Linked DNA regions of Mus musculus: region 1 is linked to region 2. The links are chromatin contacts, called in public promoter capture Hi-C maps. All regions are on one chromosome and are shown on one strand. Each heading gives the region's core, a stretch centred on a gene start, on an enhancer-like site or on the middle of the called end of the contact. The rest is flanking DNA. Distances are from core to core; before and after follow the strand shown.

Region 1 (4,112 bases), core at 657-3,156, 1.0 Mb after region 2:
TAAGACACCACCCCATCACGTAGGCATTGTTAACTCCCTCATAAACAATGAGAACACAGATTCAAGGAAGAGAAAATATGTCATGAAGAAATATGTAGTATATAGGTCCTCGTGGTACATCTCCTGCTTGCCCATACTTTACTACCTATCAATCAAATTTCCAATCTAAATTGATCTTCAAATTTCAGTCCAATAGTTTTCCTTTTTGTTTTTTGTTGTTGTTGTTTTGTTTTGTTTTTCGAAACAAGGTTTCTCTGTATAGCCCTGGCTGTCCTGGAACTTACTTTGTAGATCAGGCTGGCCTCGAACTCAGAAATCTGCCTGTCTCTGCCTCCCAAGTTCTGGGACTAAAGGCGTGCGCCACCACGCCCGGCTAATAGTTTTCCTTTGGTTACATCCTCAGAACAATATCTTTAAGGACTTCCGATCTGACATTACTTGGAAGGCCTAAGTGCAAATCATAAAGTTTGTTAGCCAATAGCACCCTCCCCACCCACCAGTCAGTTTCCTGACTCTGGGCAATTTCAAAGCTCCTGGGACAGTAGATAAGTTATTGTTAACACAAGGCAGAAAAAGTAGTTACAACTCTCTAGTCTAGTATTTTATAGGTGCTTCTGCCTCCATACCAGAAAATGTTAGGCTGTCTCTCTGTTCTTTCCCCAGTTCAAAAACCGGATGATCACCTGTTTAAAGACTGAATGTGTGACTCATGCCTGTAATTCCAGCATTCCAGAGGCAGAAGCAGGAGGATCTGAAATCCAAGGTCATTCTCTGCCTCATAGCAAGTTTGAGGCTAGCCTGGGCTAGAGGAGACCCTGCCTCAAAAAGCAACAACAAAGTTACACATGGCCACATTACCACATATGATCCAGAAATTCTACTCTAAGTATGTATCCCAAAGAATTGGAAACAGGTTCTTTAGACAAATGCATGTCTAGGGGTTTTCAGAGAACCAGTTCACATTAGCCAAAAGGTGGAAATAATCTAAACATCCACTAATTTCTGTAAGAACAGATATGCAAACTGTAGAATACACAATGGTCAGCTTATGTAGCCACAAAAAGCAATGAAGTAAGAGGCATGCTACAATCTGGATGAACCTTGTTTGGATTCTTTGACCTGGCCAGAGTGACCAGGCCCAATGAAGCTGGCCTGTGATATCAGCTACGAGCTAGGGAAGCTGAGGCAGGAGGTTTGTAGATTTGTAGGCTGCCTGGGCCCCAGAGTTCAATGCCAACCTGGGCAGCTTAGTGAGTACCACCCCCAACTACACACACACACACACACACACACACACACACACACACACACACACACATACACACATACACACAACCTGCCGCGTGCTCCAAAAAGACACACGACTCCATTTACATGAAATGTACAAAAAGGTAAATCGATAGAAACAGAAAAGAGATTAATGGTTTTCAGGGACTAGGCAAAGGAGTGACTACGTAATTGGTGCGGGGGTTTCCTTCGGATGGAACCCTTAAGAATAAGGAGGTGAAGTGATTATCGTTGGCTATTCTAAGTGTAATGAGTGCCACAGGATTGTTTATTTTTAAATTGTTATCTCTACGCTTGGTTGAGTTTCATCTCGCTTAAAAAGAAAAAGTTTGAGAACCTTCTCTTTGCCCTTCTCTGGGCTTGGAATCTTCTTCACGGATCTATGGCAAAAGAAACCGTCTTCATCCTGGGGGGAGGGGTGAAGGCCTTGTCGGCAGAAGGACCCCTGCCCCCAGTTGTTTAAGCCGCCCGGCATTCGTCGCAGCGCGCCTTGGGTCCCACTGGGTAGGCACACAGGGTCTGAGTCGTGTCCTGAGGTCGGTGCACGTAGCCGGGGTCCTTGGGGGGAGGGGGAGCGCACACCCCATCTCTGGAGACACATCCCGCCCATTAGAATCACAAAAGTTGGCGCTGAACTCAGAGTAGGAAGGGGTGCCGTTCCCAGCCTCGTGGAGTCCCCGACGAAAAGGGCCCACGTCAGTCAGGAGGCTCGCGCTAACTCGTGCGGGCGACTGCCACATCCCCGGTGTGGGAAAATGCATTCTTTTGTTGTTGGCGGAGACGGGCCCCTTCCGCAGCTCCCGGGCCAAGGTGGGCAGCGCGGCGGAACCGGGGCTCGGGAAGGTGGGGGACTGCACGGGGCCGCGCTCCCGCCCTCCGCGGCGCCCACGGAGCGGCAGGCGGCAGCGGCCCGCGAGGGGGCGGCGGCGCGGGGCTTTGTGGCCGCGGCGCGCGCGGCGGGGCCTGGCCGGCCGGGGGCGCGCGGCCGCCCGGCGCCTGGAGCCCGCGGCCCTGCCGGCCGCCCAGCCCGCCAGAGCAGCCCAGGCCGCCGCGCCCGCGCCTCCGCGCCCCTCCCCGGGACTTGCGGCCGCCGCGCCGCCGCTGCAGGTAGGAGGTTGAGGCCCGGAGGGCCGCGGCCGGCGGGGAAAGCGGGCGGAGCGGGAGCGCGGGGGTCTGGCGGGCTCCCGGGCCGAGCCGCCGCGCCCTCCTCCCCGCAGGCCGACGGCCGCCTGCGCGCGCCGCGGTGCCCCGGGAGCCCGGCCGGCCTGCCGCGTACAAAGCGCCGGCGCGCGGGCCTCGCAGACGCGCTGGAGCTCCCGGGACGGGAGCTTGGAGCCCGGGGCCCGGGAGGCTCTTGGGGGGAAACCCGGCTGACCCCGCGGAGCCCCGGTCCACATATCCCCACTGTGTGCGGGGGAACTGTGCTCACCGCTTTTCAGTACTTGTCTCCATTGAGACCCCCTGCCTCCTCCAGTCCGGTCCAGAGGTATAAAGGGCTGGGTCCCTCCTAAAGAGGATCTTAGAAGGAAATAGTGCATCACATCCCTGCCCGACTGACCTTGGGAAAGCTCCTTTACTCTGAGGCTGCTGGGTTGATGTTTCTATAATGGGGGAGTAGGGTGTGATGTAATACCCACCCCCAAGTACTATTGTGAGAGATAATGTGTGTCGGCTGATAGCTAAAATTAAGCACTTCATGTCCCAGGCCCTAGGTCCTAAACAGTTGGCTTGAATTATTAAACCATCGCACGGGCAATCTGTAAATTGCAGGAAGGGTTTTTATGTTGGAGTAAGAAACAAGAATTTAGTCTCCTGTTGTGATTATTGAGAATGGATGTTTTATTGCTATGATAAGTACAAAATGTTTTGCGGTACTTAGGATAATGGTTCTAGGATAAAGACACATATTTTCACACATTTAAAACTGGAGCTGGAATAATAGGGCCTGAGTTGTGTGTGTGGGATTTTCGCATATCCGAAGAGACCATGCGTGTGTAGTTACCCAGGAAATTGTTGAAAGTTAATAAAATAGTTCCTGAGTTTAGGATTGAGGCCAGCTACGAGAGTTTGAGACCGGAGAGCAAGAAAAGGGATGGAGAAAAAGTATTTCAAAACCCGGAGAAAGATGGGGTCATCCGCTTACTCTCCCCACAGCTGCGTCTTGCGACAGGTCCATTCTGAGGAGGTAGCAGGAGAGGTCCTGAAGAAAGATCAGAAGTTGTCTTTCTTTACTCCTGCAGCAGGGTGAAAGCGTTCAGAAGCCATGCAGACCCTGTCGTTAGGCCTGGAAAAGCGTTCTGCGACTTGGGATGCAGGGGTTCCTGGTAGCAGTGTTTGTTTGTGTTTCGGGAGATGACGATAGCAAACAGCCCCCAAGGTTGATAAGTGGTTAACTTAGCAGCGGCCTAACTGATGTGAAGAAGGGGAGTTGCGACCCTTCCTCACTTAAGTGTCCCAGTGGGCTTGAAGAAACTTTTGAGTTTCAGTTTGGGATGGGGGAGAAAGGCTTTGTAGCCTGCATGAAAAAAATGAGGAGGACAGGAAATATCCAGGGGCGGCAGTAGGGGGGGAGGGCAGTAAGGAAAGGAACTGGGCGCTTTAGTCCACAGCCTGCTGGAAGCATGGCTGGCCCCTTCTCAGAGAAGGCACCCTGCCCTCTCCCAATTTCTTACACCTTTCCCATGAGTGTGCCTGACAGACTTGTTGGATAAAGGAGTTTTGTTTCAAACTAGGACTCAGAAGAGAATTTGGGGGTACACAGAGATGCCCAGTGGAAAGAGCAAGTGCTCTGGGGGAGATAGACAGCTGGGACCTCATCTATTTCC
Region 2 (4,384 bases), core at 188-2,687:
CAAACGTGCAGTTCCTACTGACACATTCATGAGTACGCTGGATACGAGGGTACCAGCTCAGAAAGAAGAGGTAGTAGGAGGCTAGAAAGGTTGAGCCCAGCAGTGGCAACTGGCACTTCTCAAAGATTGCTTCCATAAATGCTGGCCTGGTAAAAACAGTCTGGTGTCCTGTGTCTCCAGAGCTCGCCCAGAGAAGACATTGAGATGCTCTGCTGAAAAGCTTCTCTCCATCTCCCATCTGGTTGCACAGCAAGAGGGAGTCCAGCGGTTATCCTGCCCCCTTTCCAGGACCTCCACTTATGAGGCAAGGATGCCACAGTGTGGGTGGGAAGTTACTGTGAGAGTCAAGGGCCTGCAGAGGTTATATACCTTTCTTTTCACACTAGGAAGTCTGAAATTAGATGTAGAAAGACAGGAGTCACATAACAAAAGCTGAAGGAAAAGAGGGGGGCTGCTGAACTGGTCTCTGACAACTGTGCTGAAGGAGATGGGTTGATTTGGGCAGGCAGAGGGCACAGCATTGCAAATGCAGGAAGCAGAAATGGGCTGAGAATTGCTGCACAAAAGCAAGGGGGACCTGAAGAGCAAGCCAGAACCTAAGGACTGTCACACTGTAAAGAATGGGATGGCAAACTCAGGGCAAAGGGAAATGGCAGGGTGTGAGGTGTTTATGCCCATGCTGCGTTGCCCTGAAGGTGATGTAGGGAACACGGAGGTGGCGGGAATGTTTCCCTACTGTTGAGGATGAATTCTTTAAAGCAGCTCCTTCCCAGGTTTGGAAGCTAGAAGTTGCTCTACAGCACAGATCTGGAAGAATCCGAGGCCAGCCTCCCCTTTCTTTCTTCCCATCCACTCACTAATGCTTCTGCGCATGCGCTTGCACACACACACACACACACACACACACACACACACACACACACACACACACACACACACACAGAGCATCTTTCTACCCCGCGTGGCAGGGCCATAGAGAACATCGTTCCCGGGTAATGAGACAATTAGCTCCTTGAATTCTTCCTGCAGGAACAAATCCGGGCCCCCATGGCATCTGTCCCCTCCTGTTCCTCCAGCTGGCCTCCTTGCCATGTGCACCCCCTCCCGGAACCAGGCCTGGCCTCCTGCCCCTGCCCACTTGTGCTTGTGCCTTACTGGAGCTTAGGGTGCAGGGCTGGAGCTCTGGTGTGTGTGTGTGTGTGTGTGTGTGTGTTGGGGTGGGGAGTTAGGGTGGTGGTGGTGGAATGGGGCTCATGGTGAGGGACTGGAGCATGTGGTGCAGAGCTGGAGCTCCTGTGGTGGGGTGGGGTCAGGAACAGGTGCTGGGGTGTGGAGCTGGGGCTGGAGCTCACAGCATCCAGAGCAGCAAGGAGTTGCAGGCAGGCTGCCGGTGGCGTGATGGAGGCCTGTGCCCCTGAGCCACGAACCCAGCTGCACAGTTCTCCTGTGGGGCTGGCAGTCACTTCTTCAAAGCTGCTCTGCAGCGAGGTGGCATATGGCCCCCTGACAGAGCAGCTGCTGGGGAAGAAGCCGCCGAAAGGAAGCCTTGGGGGATAAATACAAGAAGCGCATGTCACCACGCAGCGCCCGAAGCGGCCCCGGAGCTTCTCCGGAGGAACGTGGTTTTAGATGATGTGCGAGGGCCTCTGCCTTTAGAATGTTTCTCACCATCATCGCGGAACTAGAATATCACTGGACACTTACTAGGAACCAGACAGCTCTGTATTCTGCTTTAGAGGAACCATATCATGGATTCCTTTGAACATCCCTCCGGAGAACTCTGGGTGTTCCCATGTTGTAGAAGAGCACACCAAAGGTCGAGAGAGAACTTCAGGATTTTATGCTGTCCCGTGGCTTATGAGCGACCTGTGGCTGACTCTAAAGCCTTCAGTTGACTTCTCTTTTGCGGCTTGAGGCCATAGCCATCTTGGTCAGAGCATCTTGTAGACTTGGTAGTTAGGATGCCAGGCCTGGTGTCATTTGCAAAAACAACTAGAACACACACTCTCCTATCTGAGGTTCGGAGAGTAAGGGCAGGCATGGTCACCTGGCATTTCTAGCTTCTAAAACAGGGGTGGCATTCTGTGGAGTAATTTAATAGAAATATATGGAGAATGAACCATGCCTGGGGGAGCTACTTTCCCATTTTGCAGGTAGGTAAACAGGGGATTGGGGCTTTGCCTAAGGCCTCATTATAAGCCTGCCAGAGAGGAGACTTGGGCTCCGAGCTTCACACTACACATCTTATCCTCTTTGCTTTGCCTGGAGTGGATCATATTAAGGAAGGAGCCTTCTTAGCTGGAGGAGGAGGGAAAAGAAAGAACAGGAAGTCATGACTGTAGCTTATTCTTGACAGTGGCTGGTATCTCTACACATCTCCAGGCTATAGAGCTTGCAGACTGATTCAAAGAACATCTAGATTGAGCTAAAAGATACTGTGATTTTTTTTCACTTGTCCTCAACTCTGTTTGTAACCCAATTCCCAGAGGCCCCAGGAACTTGTGGGTCGGTCCCTCTCTCTCCATTCAATGCCACTTCTCCTGGTGAATCTGCCACCCCAGTTGGGGATCTGGACCTTCCAGACGAGGAGGCAGAAACCAAGAGCCCATTCATCACACAGAAAACGGATACCTACCTGTCAGATTCAATTCCACTCCAATGCTGCAAACTTATGGCCAAACAGAGGGCCTCATTTTCCCAGGCACTAGGATGGAAGAGTTGCCAAGTAAAGGGCAAAGCACAAGTGGCAACCCCTTTAGTAGCTCCCCACAAGGCTGTGACAAATCTCTGCCTGCCAGGGTCTTGCTTCACAACACAAGGCTGGAAGATTTGTCAGATGTCTTCTGAGCGTGGACTCACTGTGCTGTTTGGTCAGGGAAGCAATACATCCAAGTTCTGGCCTCCCTTTTCTTAAGTGGAGGCTATGATCCTATACATGAACCTTGGCTGAGCTTCAGAACAGTGAAGGGGGATACGAGCCCCTCCCCCCCCTCCCCCCGGCAACATGCAAAGAAAACCAGAAACCGCTGATAATTTGTGGGTTGGATTCAAGAGTTTCTGAGCACGACAGCGTCCTTGGTCATGAGGACAAGAACAGAAGCATGTCACATCTGGCTTGCAAACAATCTTTGAGGTCTGTTGAGACCAGGTACATTGCTTGAGGTCCTGTTTATGAGGTACAAGGATACTCTGAATGGAGTTACTGTATGTAGAGTCGGCTGGATTTCTGAGCATGGTGTGTGTGTGTGTGTGTGTGTGTGTGTGTGTGTGTGTGTGTGCCTGTGTCTGTCTGTCTGTGTTTGTAGTGTGTGTATGTATGTGTGCCTGTGTCTGTCTGTCTGTGTTTGTAGTGTCTGTCTGTCTGTCTGTGTTTGTAGTGTATGTGTGTCTGTCTGTCTGTCTGTGCTTGTAGTGTGTGTGTGTGTGTGTATGCACATGTGCATGGTCACATCTGTGTGTGCGCATGCCTGTGGAGGCCAGAGGACAGCGTCTGCCAAGCAGTTTAGCAGTTTAGTTTGCCCAGTGAGCTCCAGGGACCTGTCTTCACCTCTCAGCACTGGGATTACAAGCACATACGCTGTGCCTCTTCGTTTTTTAAATTTAAATGTTTACTTATAAAAACCGAGAGTTCTGAGGATCAAACTGATGTCCTTGTGTTTCTAGGTGAAGCGCTTTATCAACTTCTCAGGCCTCTTTCCCCCCAGGTTTTGAGTCAGTGGCCCAGGATGACCTAGAACTTGAGCCCCTCCAGTCTCAGTTTTCAGAGTGCTGGGATCACAGGGCTGTGCCACCACACCCAGCTCCCGCCCCTCATTTGCCCCTTCGATGTCTTCCCACTTTGCCTTCAGCTTCGTCTCATAGTCTTTCATTCCAGATGGAGGCTTGTGCTGTTCTTGGTGCCTAGGACACACATGGCTCTTTGACATCCATCAAACTTCTATCCGTACTTAAAAGTACGGCTAAGTTCACACCCTTTGTTTGGAAAGTTGTTCGAATTCCTCACAAAGAATTGATCACGTTCAGCTTTAGTTTCCAGGCCTTAGAATCCACATCAGACCCAGGAATCTATGCGGGGACAAGCTGGCACCCTTGTCCCTTCATGGTCAGCACTGAACCAGGTTCAGGCCAGGTTCCTTCAGTTGCCCTAACCCTGAGGTCCCGAACTGAACGGGATCATATATTATTTCTTTACTCTTTGATTGTGTCATTGCTCGCAGTAGACTGCATAAAGCTGAAGTGTAAGCACCATAGCTTTTAATGTCTGGTTGGTTACTTTATCATCCCTCCTGGTGAAGATATAGAGCAAAGGATGATTGTAATCCTAAATTCATAAACTGTAAAGTGCTGTGGAAATGTTGGTTTTGACTGTTACCAGGAGGTGGAG

The links. Promoter capture Hi-C pulls out the DNA fragments that hold promoters and counts their contacts.
Region 1: a promoter capture Hi-C map of hippocampal neurons shows a contact between it and region 2, with 5 times the contacts expected there. The contact joins the promoter of Msantd3 here to the enhancer-like site in region 2. A contact is called at or near these places in 6 of 39 promoter capture datasets (the C10 cell line, cranial neural crest, frontonasal cranial neural crest and 3 more), 1 of 115 datasets of contacts at active chromatin or transcription factors (double positive thymocytes) and 2 of 9 other capture datasets (adipose tissue and liver).

The regions. Positions count from the first base shown.
Region 1 is chr4:48,538,175-48,542,286 of GRCm38.p6, forward strand. It overlaps Msantd3 (Myb/SANT-like DNA-binding domain containing 3), which reads left to right and starts at 1,907. Exons shown (of 3, transcript NM_001145924.1): 1 at 1,907-2,097.
Region 2 is chr4:47,517,619-47,522,002 of GRCm38.p6, forward strand. No RefSeq gene overlaps it. Among named protein-coding and RNA genes, the nearest start is that of Gm42283, 25 kb to the left of the region's middle. Within about 2 kb of position 1,438, at least 18 of the 459 cell types and tissues checked have an H3K27ac peak or open chromatin away from gene starts, as enhancers often do. A contact at or near this core is called in hippocampal neurons, where this site is marked.